Linked DNA regions of Capsicum annuum: region 1 is linked to region 2. A link is a contact called in public Hi-C data. All regions are on one chromosome and are shown on one strand. The core of a region is the stretch at or near the end of the contact, and the rest is flanking DNA. Distances in the headings are between cores, read along the strand shown.

Evidence for each region. Hi-C and Micro-C count contacts between places; a contact is called where the count stands out from the background.
Region 1: a contact with region 2 is called in a Hi-C map of leaf, with 2.1 times the contacts expected there. The contact joins the enhancer-like site here to the promoter of LOC107864084 in region 2. A contact is called at or near these places in 2 of 5 Hi-C or Micro-C datasets (leaf and placenta).

The regions. Positions count from the first base shown.
Region 1 is chr3:26,741,543-26,748,111 of UCD10Xv1.1, forward strand. No RefSeq gene overlaps it. Among protein-coding and RNA genes, the nearest start is that of LOC107866429, 25 kb to the left of the region's middle. Within about 2 kb of position 3,354, at least 3 of the 5 cell types and tissues checked have an H3K27ac peak or open chromatin away from gene starts, as enhancers often do. A contact at or near this core is called in leaf, where this site is marked.
Region 2 is chr3:26,684,986-26,691,042 of UCD10Xv1.1, forward strand. LOC107864084 reads right to left here and starts at 4,125. Exons shown (of 2, transcript XM_016710347.2): 1 at 3,908-4,125; 2 at 3,069-3,579. The coding sequence starts at 4,087. The coding sequence ends at 3,340. LOC107864083 reads left to right here and starts at 735. Exons shown (of 2, transcript XM_016710346.2): 1 at 735-1,118; 2 at 1,624-2,257. The coding sequence starts at 882. The coding sequence ends at 1,998.

The sequences.
Region 1 (6,569 bases), core at 2,104-4,603, 56 kb after region 2:
TGAACAGACATGACTCTTCCAAAGGATACACCTTTTCGGATGAACCATTGCCACCTTTCGGAAGGGGCACTTGATGGCTATATAAACCTGCATTTATCCACAGGTTTTGGTATGAAAAATTTTCTGAAATACAAACTCTTTTTGTCTTCAAAACATTCCTTGTGATCAATCTAATCGTAGAGTGAGTTCAACGAATCTAATTATTTGAGGTACCACTATAGTTGGATTAAAAGTCATTTTATCCTGGGAGGAAGATTTCAAAACCTCGGGTACAGTGAGGGGAATTATTCCTTAAGGACACTCCCTGAAGTCGAGGGACTTGACTTTACATTTCTGTTTCATCTTAATTTCTGAAAAAATAAAACACACTTCTTAGAAAAATCACTTTGATCTTGTGTTGAGGGTGTTGTTGTACTTCATAATGTTCTTGTTTTAAACTTGAACTAGTGTTGAAGTTATTGTGTCAAATTACAGATTCTTGAACCCGAAAACGTTGAAGAACAACAGGCCTAACTTATTAAGGTCACTTTAATTACGTAACATATCATTATGCAAATCATGTGTGTTATTTTGCTTTGTAACTTCAAGTTTATTAATACTAGTGAAGTTTTATTGATTTGCACTTACTTGAATAATATTCTGCCCGTCATATATATGATTTGTATATGCATACAAGATAGAGATTAGAACATCGTTGTAGATCTTTTGAACTGGACTATGGAAAAGGCACAAAATAATTGAAAATGGCCTTCCAAAAATTGTGTAATAACTGTGTGAACTACTAGATACAGCAAATTATGACCTATGATATTGAATTAGCATTGTTGTACCTTGAAGATATGAATATGAAGATAAACAAGGTTGTTTCATGCAAACTCTTTTTATTATTTAGGATATTCTTGTATTGTGTATTAGGATATGATTGTGTTATGATGGCCTCTTTTGCCTCTATACCAATTGAAAGAGTTCTACTTCCTTTTCTTCCTATATAGTCTAAAACCAATCACATCACGACTTTGGAGAAGTATGGATACCCGGCATGATATTTTTGAAACATCGAATTTTATGATCTAGGGGAGGGTGGTGTGTATGCAACCTTACCCTACCTTATGAAGATAGAGAAATTGTTTCCAATAAACTCTCTCTTATCACTGAGAATATGTGACGTAATTTCAAGAACCCAAACAATTTTCAGAACACTGTATTTTGTTTAGAATATGTGCCTTCGAGAAACTTGATACTTGTTTTTCAAAAAAAGTCAAACAACTTATTGTATCCTAAAATAAAATTGTGAGAGTGATAACATTACCGGAGTCAGTTACAATACATCGGTGTCTGTATAGGCAGGCAGTGGAACAGCACCTAGGGCTTTCACAGGCTCGTCCTTTATGTTGAACTTCTTACTATTGACAAAATCAGTGAAAATCCAAGAAATGACATAACAGATGAGTAGTATAGTTTTCCTATAAAATCCATGTTTCTCCAATAAAGAAATGTAAACAAGTTAACACAACTCAATTTTTCTATACTGAACTACGACTGCAAGACAAAAGATAAACTTCACAGTTCACACCAGAAAGGCAGGTCTTCTGTGACAAAGAAAACATCACCCAAGTGAGCATAAAGATTCACAAGTCTAGTGCCAATAAAACTATAAAGAAACATCATCCAAGTGAGCATAAAGATTCACTAGTCTAGTGCCAATAAAACTATAAAGAAACATCATCCAAGTGAACATAAAGATTCACAAGTCTAGTGCCAATAAAACTACTCTGAGCCTTCCCTGACACAACGAGAAGGGCATGAAGGCACTTCAAAATGTAAATTTTGGTATTGGACTGGAATAAATGCTCAAAATCAAACTCTTTTTTCTTGCTTGCAACACCATTTGTTAATATGTCGTTGTAAACTTCCAATTGAGTATGACTTGCAACAGAAAAAGGAGAACGACAGAGATTTTGTGGAACTCTAACTTTTGAAGGCCAATTATAATCAGCAAAGACAACAGAAATGAAATCATCCCTACTTCTAAAATCGGATTGTCATTTTCTGCGTTGTGTTCTGTATATTCTACCTCATCCTCTGAATCAGTACCCCACTCCAGCAATTCATCAGAATCATAATAATCTGATTCTGCATTCTCATTCACTTGTGGAATTAAAATTCCATTAGTGGGTGGACCGACAACATTACTCCGATTACTAGTACCTTTTTTGGGTCTACCTTTCGCCTTCATGCCAAGACGCTGAGTAACAAAATCATGATAATCATCATCGTCTTCCTCCAAGTTGTAATCGGGATCATTGAAATTATCATCCTCTACCTCACCCAACATTTTACTTTGGATAACCCCTAATACATTATCGCTTAAATTCAGAACATTGCCATCTTGGACTTCTTCAGCTAGCACCATGCTCAAAACTTCTCAAACTGTGACCCTAAAAACATAGTAAAAACAGTGTAGACAAATAATATGATAAACAAACAGAATTCAAAGGTTCTTAAGAAAAGTTTAATACCCACATTAATAAAGAACCCTAATTCCACTTGTCTTATTTGATTCAACAACAAACAATTACAAATAAAAATAAAGAAGCTCAAAATCAGACAAAAATCATAGGTTTTTCATAAAAAACAAAAAATAAAATGTTAAGAGCACCTTATTTTCTCGGGAGTTAGTTGCGTAGTAGTTCTTTTCTTCGTGAAACAAAGACAAGTTCGAGCCCTCTATTTGAGATTCACTTATTGTCCTCTGTTCCATCTTCAAGAGAGAGGAGAAATTCCTAAATAGGAGAAGAGGAAAGATGAAAAGCCGAAGAAAAAGCTGCAATTCGTAACTTAAGAGGAGAATAAAGGATAAAAGAGTCATTAAATTAATATCTTATATTTTCTAAAATTCTCTTACGAAAATAAATTACATAATAAGTAAAAATTGGTTTAAAAAATAATAAAATAAGTTGAGTGACAATCTAAGTAAAATATTTAAAGTTGAGTAACTTTCTAAGTTAAGTCCAAAGTTTAGACTTTCTGGAATAAAAGTTCAAAGTTAGTGACCATTTAAGTTATTAACTTCTTATTACTATTAATCTCAGATATAGCTTTCTAAAAATCTTTTAATTCAAACCTTTGTAACAATTCACTTTGATGATCTTCATTTGCACTCAGAGTGGAGCCTCTTGTCTCTGGCGTGCCTAGTAAATACTCCTCATAGTATTCGACAAACAATTTTGCTATACTAATCGAGTCTGTTTTCTATCTACATACCTTATCCACACTACTAAAGTCCCACCTATTCTGTCATATGCTTTAAGGATAGAGTTAAAATCTCCTAATACCATCCATGATTTAGTGCACCTTCTACTTTGTACCACCAAGTATATATGTAAGTGATTTCAAAAGTATTGTACCACCAAGTATATATGTAAGTGATTTCAAAAGTAAGTTGTAAGGGAATAAACATCACCTCCCAAGTAACCTTTTGAGAAAACTTACATATAAGGAACACCTTATAATAATCGGGTCTCCAGGTTAGCTATATCCTCCCATTATAATGATATTCTAGGCTGATATATATTGCCAACCACCAAACATACTATTAGCTCAACTTTTCAATCTTCTCATTTTTCATTTTTATTTCAAGTAACACTCTCTTTGAATGGTGGTTTGCCATGGTTTCATAATATACGGTACAGTATGGTATGGTATGGTACTGTATAGTATAGTAAAATGCAATGTTTGGATAGATTGTATAAACCGTTTTTTTGTTTGGTTCGATGGTATGGTACTGTATCGTAAGGCGTAATTTTATAAAATACCCCTGATTATTATAAATTTTAAATTTATAATAAGGAAAATTCTCAAATATGCTCATTTATCCATCCGTTAAAAGGTGGGCTCATTCATGTCATCACCGTTACAAAATCGGTCCATCCATGCCATTATTTTTTAACTATGGTTTTTTAAAAACAACTTTGTCACGTGACCTCTTATTAGAGGTCCACATAATTAAGTAAAATAAATCAATATTAATTAAAAAATATGAGACCCATTTAATATCTGACCCACGCCCATTTAATACCCGACCCATTTAATATCCGGGTGCCTGCACCAAAAGCAGCCCCTACTGCTATACCAGCAGTCAAAACATTGACCAGCAAACGTAAAAGAGTGTAGTAACACCCATGGGTTATCATTGACACGAACTCAATTAGTAATAAATTGAAAAAGGTACTGGGAGAAAAGCTTATAAGCATTACGTAGTCCAAGCAAATGTAGATTTTCTTTGAATCAGTGCATGTTTATTAGTCTAACAAACAAATAACATACCCAGTATATTCCCAATAAGTGGAGTCTGGGGAGGATAAGTATACGCAGTCCATACCACTATCTCGGGTGAAATAGAGAGGCATCTTTATTAGAATAATAGTTTTTAATAAGCACTCCCAAAAGAAAATGTAATTTTCATAAATTCTCTGTACATTCATTCCGCAAAGGGAATTACTTCTGTTGCTCTTACACTGGCTACAAAAACATTACCTCCAATTGGTCATGTATACAGAGAAAAGTTCAAAGATTGTACTATCTTACAAACACATATAAAATAATACAAAGATATCACTTATTGTTACAGATGATGCTTCAGCATCTTACTTCATCAGTTGGACTAAGGGTTTTTGGATTTTTTGGTTATTTGGTCGATAGAGTGGGAAGACAATGTGGGGATATTAAATGGGTGTGGGTCGGATATTAAATGGGTCGGGCATTAAATAGATCTCATATTTTTTAATTAATACTGATTTATTTTACTTAATTATGTGGACCTCTAATAAGAGGCCACGTGGCAAAGTTATTTTTAAAAAATCACAGCTACAAAATAATGGCATGGATGAGCCGATTTTGTAATGGCGATGGCATGAATGAGCTCAACTTTTAACAGATGGTATAAATAAGTCATTTTTTATAGTTCAATGGCATATTTGAGTTTTTTCCCTTTATAATAATTAGGGGTATTTTCTTATTAACTATGAACAGAATTTTCTTTGTGTTGTCACTGACACATACTATTTGTTTTTATCGTCAACATAAAAATACAAATGAATTGATAATTAACATATCACGTCTCTTATATCCATTGCAGCAGCATAAAGGACATATTGGTACTCAAGCTACACCAATCTCTTTACCACAAACCTCTCAAGTTCCTAATATGTCACAACTTCCTCGCCATTCTGCTGCACCACTGCCATCTCATCTTCAACAACAGATGCATCCAGCATTCCCCAAGTTGAAGCAACGCAACAAAGAGCAGAGAGAGATTGAGAGCAAAAAAGCATAAAAATAAGTAATATAGGGTAAAGGGTAAAATAAGATTAAATAAAATTATATAAGGACATAATTAGAAAAAAAAAAAAAAAAAAACCATGGCATAGGAAATTGGGTGATTTCATGGTAACCAAACCATGAAAAAAATATCATATCATACCATGGTAACCAGCGTTCAAACAAACACTAAGTCTACGAGATTCGTCTTTTCTTTATTGCAAAGGACCGTAACCTCCTTTTTTTTTTTAGTAGGATCATTGAGCCTCTCCCTCCCTCCATATTTCAGCTAAGTAGATTGACAATTCCTAGAGCTAGGAACAATATAGCGTTTATATTCTCTACATTTTCCCTTATCTCTTAATTCTGATGGAGCAACATACTCCAATTTATATTCAACATTTGGAGATGTTAAACTCATCTCATATAGATTTCTTCCTAGTCCTTAGTTCAACTTCCTCCTTCACCTCATCTGACCATGATAGCGAACTAGTACTCGAGGACGCCTCCAACATCATGCTTGAAGACTTCATCAATACCTTACCCTAAATAGTTTCTGCCTCAATTTGCTTTTTTCTATCTATTTTTTTTTTATTGCAAGGTATTGTTCTATTGGTTTTTGCTGTAACTGACTTCATCAAATCCTCAATAGCTAGAGAAGTGCTTACCTCAAGATTGAGTGTAGCTAATGCTATTTTCATTATCCTCGATTCAAATGTGCCTTTTGATCCTACTGATTCAATAATTGATTTTTCTGGTTTTCGGCTCAATTTCAATCATTTTCCTTTATTTTGTCTTTGCGTCTTGCCTTACTGATTTATTAATAATTCAAATACGTAAAATTGTATTGATATTAATTACTCCAAATTTTAAAAAGCAAACAATGGAGTTGTTTGGAACAGTGAAAAACAAATTATTCTAGAAATGAATTCTTTATTAATCATTAATATGATTACTGGAACCAAATACCATGGGAGATGCAACCTAATATTTGATCCTAGAGTAAAGAAAAATCCTTTTGTTTTGGTAAAGAGTGTTGAATTACAGAGAATTTACACGACTTCAAATCACCATTGATGAAGCTTGAGTAATCTCCATTGATGTGCAGCTAGGAACTGCAGTTGGAGAGAACAAGGAGCAAAATATCTAATACATATGGGCAGCTTGAAAGTAGAAAGGAACCAGAGGGATTTGGGGAAAATGAAAAGTAAGCATTTCATCTGTGTTCTCAATTTATACAGGGAAGGAAA
Region 2 (6,057 bases), core at 2,875-5,374:
GAAGATTTTTTTTGTTAAAATTCAAAACGATTGAGCTTGTAATCTGATTTGCTTTAAAAGATTTGGTTTTCTTCAAATTTTAAATCTGGTAGGAAGGAATTGCGAATGTTCAGTTTGTAATAAATTGAGCGTGATTTGCATGGAAGAGTAAAACAAAATTTGTTACTTCCTAAAATAAATATCTATTCTATTTTAAATGTATCAATTTTTATCCGTATCACCTTATACCATATGTATGATGATTTCAAAAATTCGAGATAAGATGTAATTAACTAAATAGTTGGATAACATGTAATATCATTTAAATATTCAGAGATTTATGTAAGTTTCCTTTACTTTAAAGTGGATGACTTAAATGATTGTCCCAAAATGGGGTTCCAATGCACTTGGGTCATTTCCCAATTAATGAATCGAGATTGCCTGAGAAAATGAGAAAGGATCACCAGTTAGGCCTCTTGGTTCAACCATACAAAGGTGCAATATGGTTTACATGCCCAAATTCACCATTCAAATCTACATCCGCAAACGAAAAGCCCAAAAGAAAAATGTAATTAACCTGCTAAATTACGATAGTACAATTTCAAAAATGTGCATGTTAATGGCATTCTAGTGCTTGTAAGTTCCAACTTCCAGAATATTTGTAAACCACACAAATATCCTGAGGTTATTATATAGTTATACATAACTAACTTTCCAATAAAGAATGAAACACCATACCTTCCCCTTTTTATAGCTTCTCTCTATATATAGAGTAAAAGAAGCCTCATTTCTTTGCAACGTCTCTCTAAACAACTCGCCCTGCATTGCAGGGAGGGCATATTAATTAGGTGCACAATCGTTCGAGCGTAGCCATTTTTTCGTGGAACGTTCTCCTCCAAAGAATGACGGAAGAGGAAGTCAGCTCCACAATCACCATCACCATGAACAACAACAATAACAATAAATCTTCGGTTGATGACAACATTGTCGATCAACCACAACCAGTTGTCAAGGAGAAGAAAAAGCATGGTGCTTTTAGCTTCCTCAGAGCTGCATCACTCAAGCTCCGTCGTCGTCGTTCCCTTGATCTAAAGCAACAGAAATTTTCCCTTGATCTAAAGCAACAAAAATTTTCTCAGGTACGTATGCCTAGAATGTTTCATTAATAAGTTTCACTTTCTCTTTTAAGATGACTATTCAGATTCAGATTCTAATTCTGTTAGTAGATTGACTTTGTCAAGGGCGTTTCAATAAAAATAAAATTAGAGGTTAAAGCCAAATTTTAATAAGAATATTTAAATGTATACTCATACATCATAAAATATTCAAATTTTAATAAGAATATTTAATTAAATGTATACTCATACATCATAAAATATAATTTTGATTTGTCTTTTTCTTTAAGATTTGAGTTGTTTAATTCAAAATTCTACAATATTTTTTATAAGACATAAAGCAAATGTCTTACTTGTCTCACGCCTGAGTCAGCCCTGACCTTCCTTAGAAAGGTGAATTTGAATTGTTGAATATATGTGTCATTTTGGCATATTATCATATTCCCTTGCTTATAGGATGAAGCACATGGAACTCTTCAACTTTTAGACATGCACTCATCCACTGATTTCTTAATTCTGAATACCTCAGGATGGGGAACCTGTTGCCGATTCAAAGGGAGAAAATTGGAAGAAGTTGGTAGGCTCAATGAGGCCTTTACATCTCCAAGACAACCAATCACCTCCAAATCCTCGCCCACCGGTGAAATCTCCATCTATGCCTGCAGAATTCTTTGAACAGTTTTCCTCGCCGTACTCTGTCTCACCCTCATCGTCCTCTGCTGGCACGATGAGTCAGTATGCATCAGCAAATAATCTACAAGAGCTCTACGGGGAGAGGGACGATGAGGAGGAGGAGGAGGATCCTGACCAGGCATTCGATGCATATGGAGCAGACGACATGATTGATGCGAAGGCAGAGAACTTCATTGCTCAATTTTACGAACAAATGAGGCTTCAACAGTGATTCGCAAAATCAATCACAAGGATCAAATTCATTTTCATTTCCTTTTGTAGTAGTATAATTAATTCAAGTACTCTACATTCTTTTAGCAAAGGTATCATATTTCAGGATTAATGTAGAAATGTCAATGCCTTTTGCTCTAATGTCTCTTAGATCTCCACGGAATAATCAGTTCCAAAGGAGCAGGTCTTTTTTCTATGTTGCACTCTGTTTGGAATCAAGAAACAAGTTAAAGAAAAAACAAAATATTTGAATTCTTTCATTATGTTTGTTCTAAATGGGCTTAGGTAAACACAATGGATCACATTGTAATTAAAGAATATGAATCCGATCTAAGAGAAACTTTTTGTAAAGATAAAATTATTGTCCTACTATTTTGCCATCATCCTTTACTCTTTTTTACCAGTGATGATACACATACTCCGTTCACTTGTATGAGTCACATTTCGTTTCACAAGTGTCAATTTGACTTATCCTCCAATCAATGACCTTGTTGGCCTAAAACAGTCCAAGAATACACTTGATGAAATATGATATTGCCTGCTTTTGGCGAAGCCTACAAGCTATTTCCCAAAAGACATCACGCTTTCAAGAGTATCCAACATCTTATAAATAACTCATTTCTTTTCAACTATTAATGTGAGACTTTGTTTGCATAATCAACATAGTTTGATCAACTTGAAGTTCCAGACCAGTTATTATGAAGAAAAAAGAAGGTAGAAAAACAAAATCATGTTCATTGCCAGGCTCAGATATTGAAAATACACAGAAAATTTAGCACAAAGTTGGGTCTAAAGATGTTCAATTTTGGCAAATGTTCATCCAGCCCTTTTTATCTTTTTGTTGAGAAAGTGAGATGAGGAATCATAAAAGAAATAGCTTTCTACTAAAGACGAGACGATCAACAAAAGTCAATCTCCGACAGAACGGTTGACATCTACTACAAATCAATTACTACTAGCTAAATCTATTACAAATCAAAAGGACAAATCAATTTCATAGATTATGATAAGCAAACAAGGCATGAAAAATCACAACAACAAATTTTGGTCAACCATTAACTAGAGGAAGAATGACTTTAAAGCTTGTAAGGAAGAAATTAATCTCAATTGTAAACATTAATAAAATGACATTCAATCAAATTAGAATTGACAAAAAAATGAAACAAAACATCCTAAGTACAACATATGAAATTAGACCTGTCACCAGTTACCTCTATGTCTTCACCTTCCTCTGTATCTTACAACTTTCAAAACTCACAAACAGATCATGTTGACTCGCAGGATAGCCCGATGCACAAAGCATTCCGTGTTAGCAGGGTCCGGGAAAGAACCGCATTCTCCGTCAATAGCCATGGATAATTTCTGAGCATTTATTCTTGAACCACCTTAGTCCATTCCTAATTGAAGTTTTGACCTTGCCTTCAATAGTGTAAACTTTGTATTTTGCTATTCTCTTTCGTCTCTTCATCTCTGGATCATTGAATCCCCATGGCTTATTTGATGAAGGTGCTGCTGCCACCTGACTCGGCCACGTTCCCCTGCTCGTCACTCCTGCCAGATCCGGTGACCGAGCTCGACTTACCTAAACAGGTGAACAGCAGCAGCCGAATCAGAATTTTCATTAAGCAAATTCAAAATATAAACACGCTAAAAAGCAACATTTACTATATAAAGGATCAACATTTAGATAAAACTTATTTTGACCACATAGATACTCAAATAAACCACTTGCACCCCTAGCTTCGCATTGCAAGCAAATCTAGAATTTTAAACTTAACGTGTTTTACTTAAAAGTTTTTCAACATTATGAGTTTGAAATCTAAAAATTTTGCACATACATATATTTATCTTTGGTTCGCATTTTAAAAAAAAATATTAAGTTCAGATGAACATTTGCTCGTGCAAATTACCTGGTTGTTGTTGACTCCTCTTCCGCTAACGATCTCCAGTCTACGGTCACCGGAGCACTGGAAACTCTGCCGGCACTCTTCCATACTTGGTCGTAGGCTATTTATTATGTAAAAGTGTGCAAAAATGTAAACTTGCCAAGAGGATATACAGACATTCAAGAATAGTCTAGGGGTGTTCATGGATTTGGTTAAAACCAAACCGAACCGTAAACTAAATCAAAACGATTAAAAAAACTGACGTTTAGTTTGGTTTAGTTAGGTTTGGTTTTAAATTTAAAAAAACCGATGCTATTTGGTTTAGTTATGATTTTACTTAAAAAAATCGTGAAAATAACCAAATCGAACCGAGAAATTGTATATATTTATATTATAATTATTTATAAATAAAATATAAATATTTTATTAAATTTAATTTAAAACTAAATTTTAATTTATGTCTAGCCCAACCAATACTTGAGCCTAATTGCCCAAAGCCCCAAACTCAAGTCCAACTCTACCTACTATTACTAATAAGTTAATTCTACGGTCCCTACCTCACTTTTTCTACTTCAGCTTTCACAATACGAATTACCATGGTACCTGATTCAAATGATAGTTTTATGTCTCCTTGTTTATTCAATCGTTTTCTATATGATTAGCTCACCTAACTAGTCATTAAAATAAACAGATAATTCAAATTTGCCCAATTCTGTCTCTTCTTGCAGTACACTGCAACAAAATATAAAGCTTTATTTTGCAATGTACATGTATGTGTTTGTATGTTGTTGGATAATCTTAGTGCCTACAATACAAAGTTGGTGTTTTTCATCTCAATATTGATTTTGTTTAATGTGTTTGTTCTGATTTTTAAGAGTTATAGAGTCATTTGTCTATCACTGTACAAATATTTCATGAGAAATTGTTCAATATGATACTCTTTTCTACGGGTTAAAAAAAAGAGTCTATTCTAGAGATGGTTGGAGTATGCTAGTGAATAACCGAAAAAATTGAAAAATCGAACCAAACCGGTAAGAACCAAACCGACAGTTATTTTCTTTTTGTGGTTTGGTTTGGTTTGGTTTTAGAAATTCAAAAACCGACTAAATTGATTTTAGTTATGATTTTAGCCACTAACCGATCCAAATCGACCCATGAACACCCCTAAAGAATACCTTTGGGAATGTGAAATGGTATTATAGTAATAGGCTATCTAAATAAACTATTGAAGGAAAACATTTTAGTATATCTGTAAATTTAAATAATTCTCCTTATATAAAAATATGTGACAGAGCATCTCTATTTATAATACTAGTAAAATTAAATTATAAAATCTTATCTAATATAAATTTGGAGACTCAGTCCACAGTCTGAAGTGTATGCTTGTGATTCTGTGCGTTGCTAGGACTTAACGTATCAGCTACTACCATCGGACAACGTAATTCACGGTGATGGTAGATATGGTTCTTATGTTTGTGGTGTCGTCGGGGCCTTGTCCCGACATAATTATTGACTCATGGCAATAAAGGTTTTGTACTCTTTGATAATGTCTTTTTCAAATGTTATGGATTTTTAAAATTCTTTTACATGATCGTTTTGAACTTCACTACTCATAAATAAATTTTAGTTTCGCAAAAAAAAAAGAATTTGGAGAAACAAATTCTAACTAGAAATAATTAAACAAATATCAGATTTAAAATAAATTTAATTTTCTACTCTAAGTTTGAATTATTATTTCAATAATTATAGTACTTAAAACTTTTTTTGAGAAAAAAAAAAAGGTGAGGCACCTGGAAGATGGAACAGAACTTTAGCTGTAATGTGCTTGTTTTTTTTTCTAAAGATTAGATTCTATAATGGTGGTATCCCAGTACTCGATGACACTTTATTTTTTCAATTGGAACATTATTTAAGTAGGGGTTTTTTATGACTATTTCGTGATTCGTACTATGGTGCTATAATTAATTAAATGGACGTTTGAAAATTATGGTGCCTGGGATTTATTATTATGTCGTGCCAACCTCGATGTTGTCGATCTTGTCACCTTAAAAGAAATCATAATTAATTTCGGTTGGTCATGATAAGAGAAGTCGATAATTATATTATTCTAGTTACACAAAAGGGTATCCAAAGTGATTATTCATATTATTTTAAGGAAAAATTCAGAAATAGCA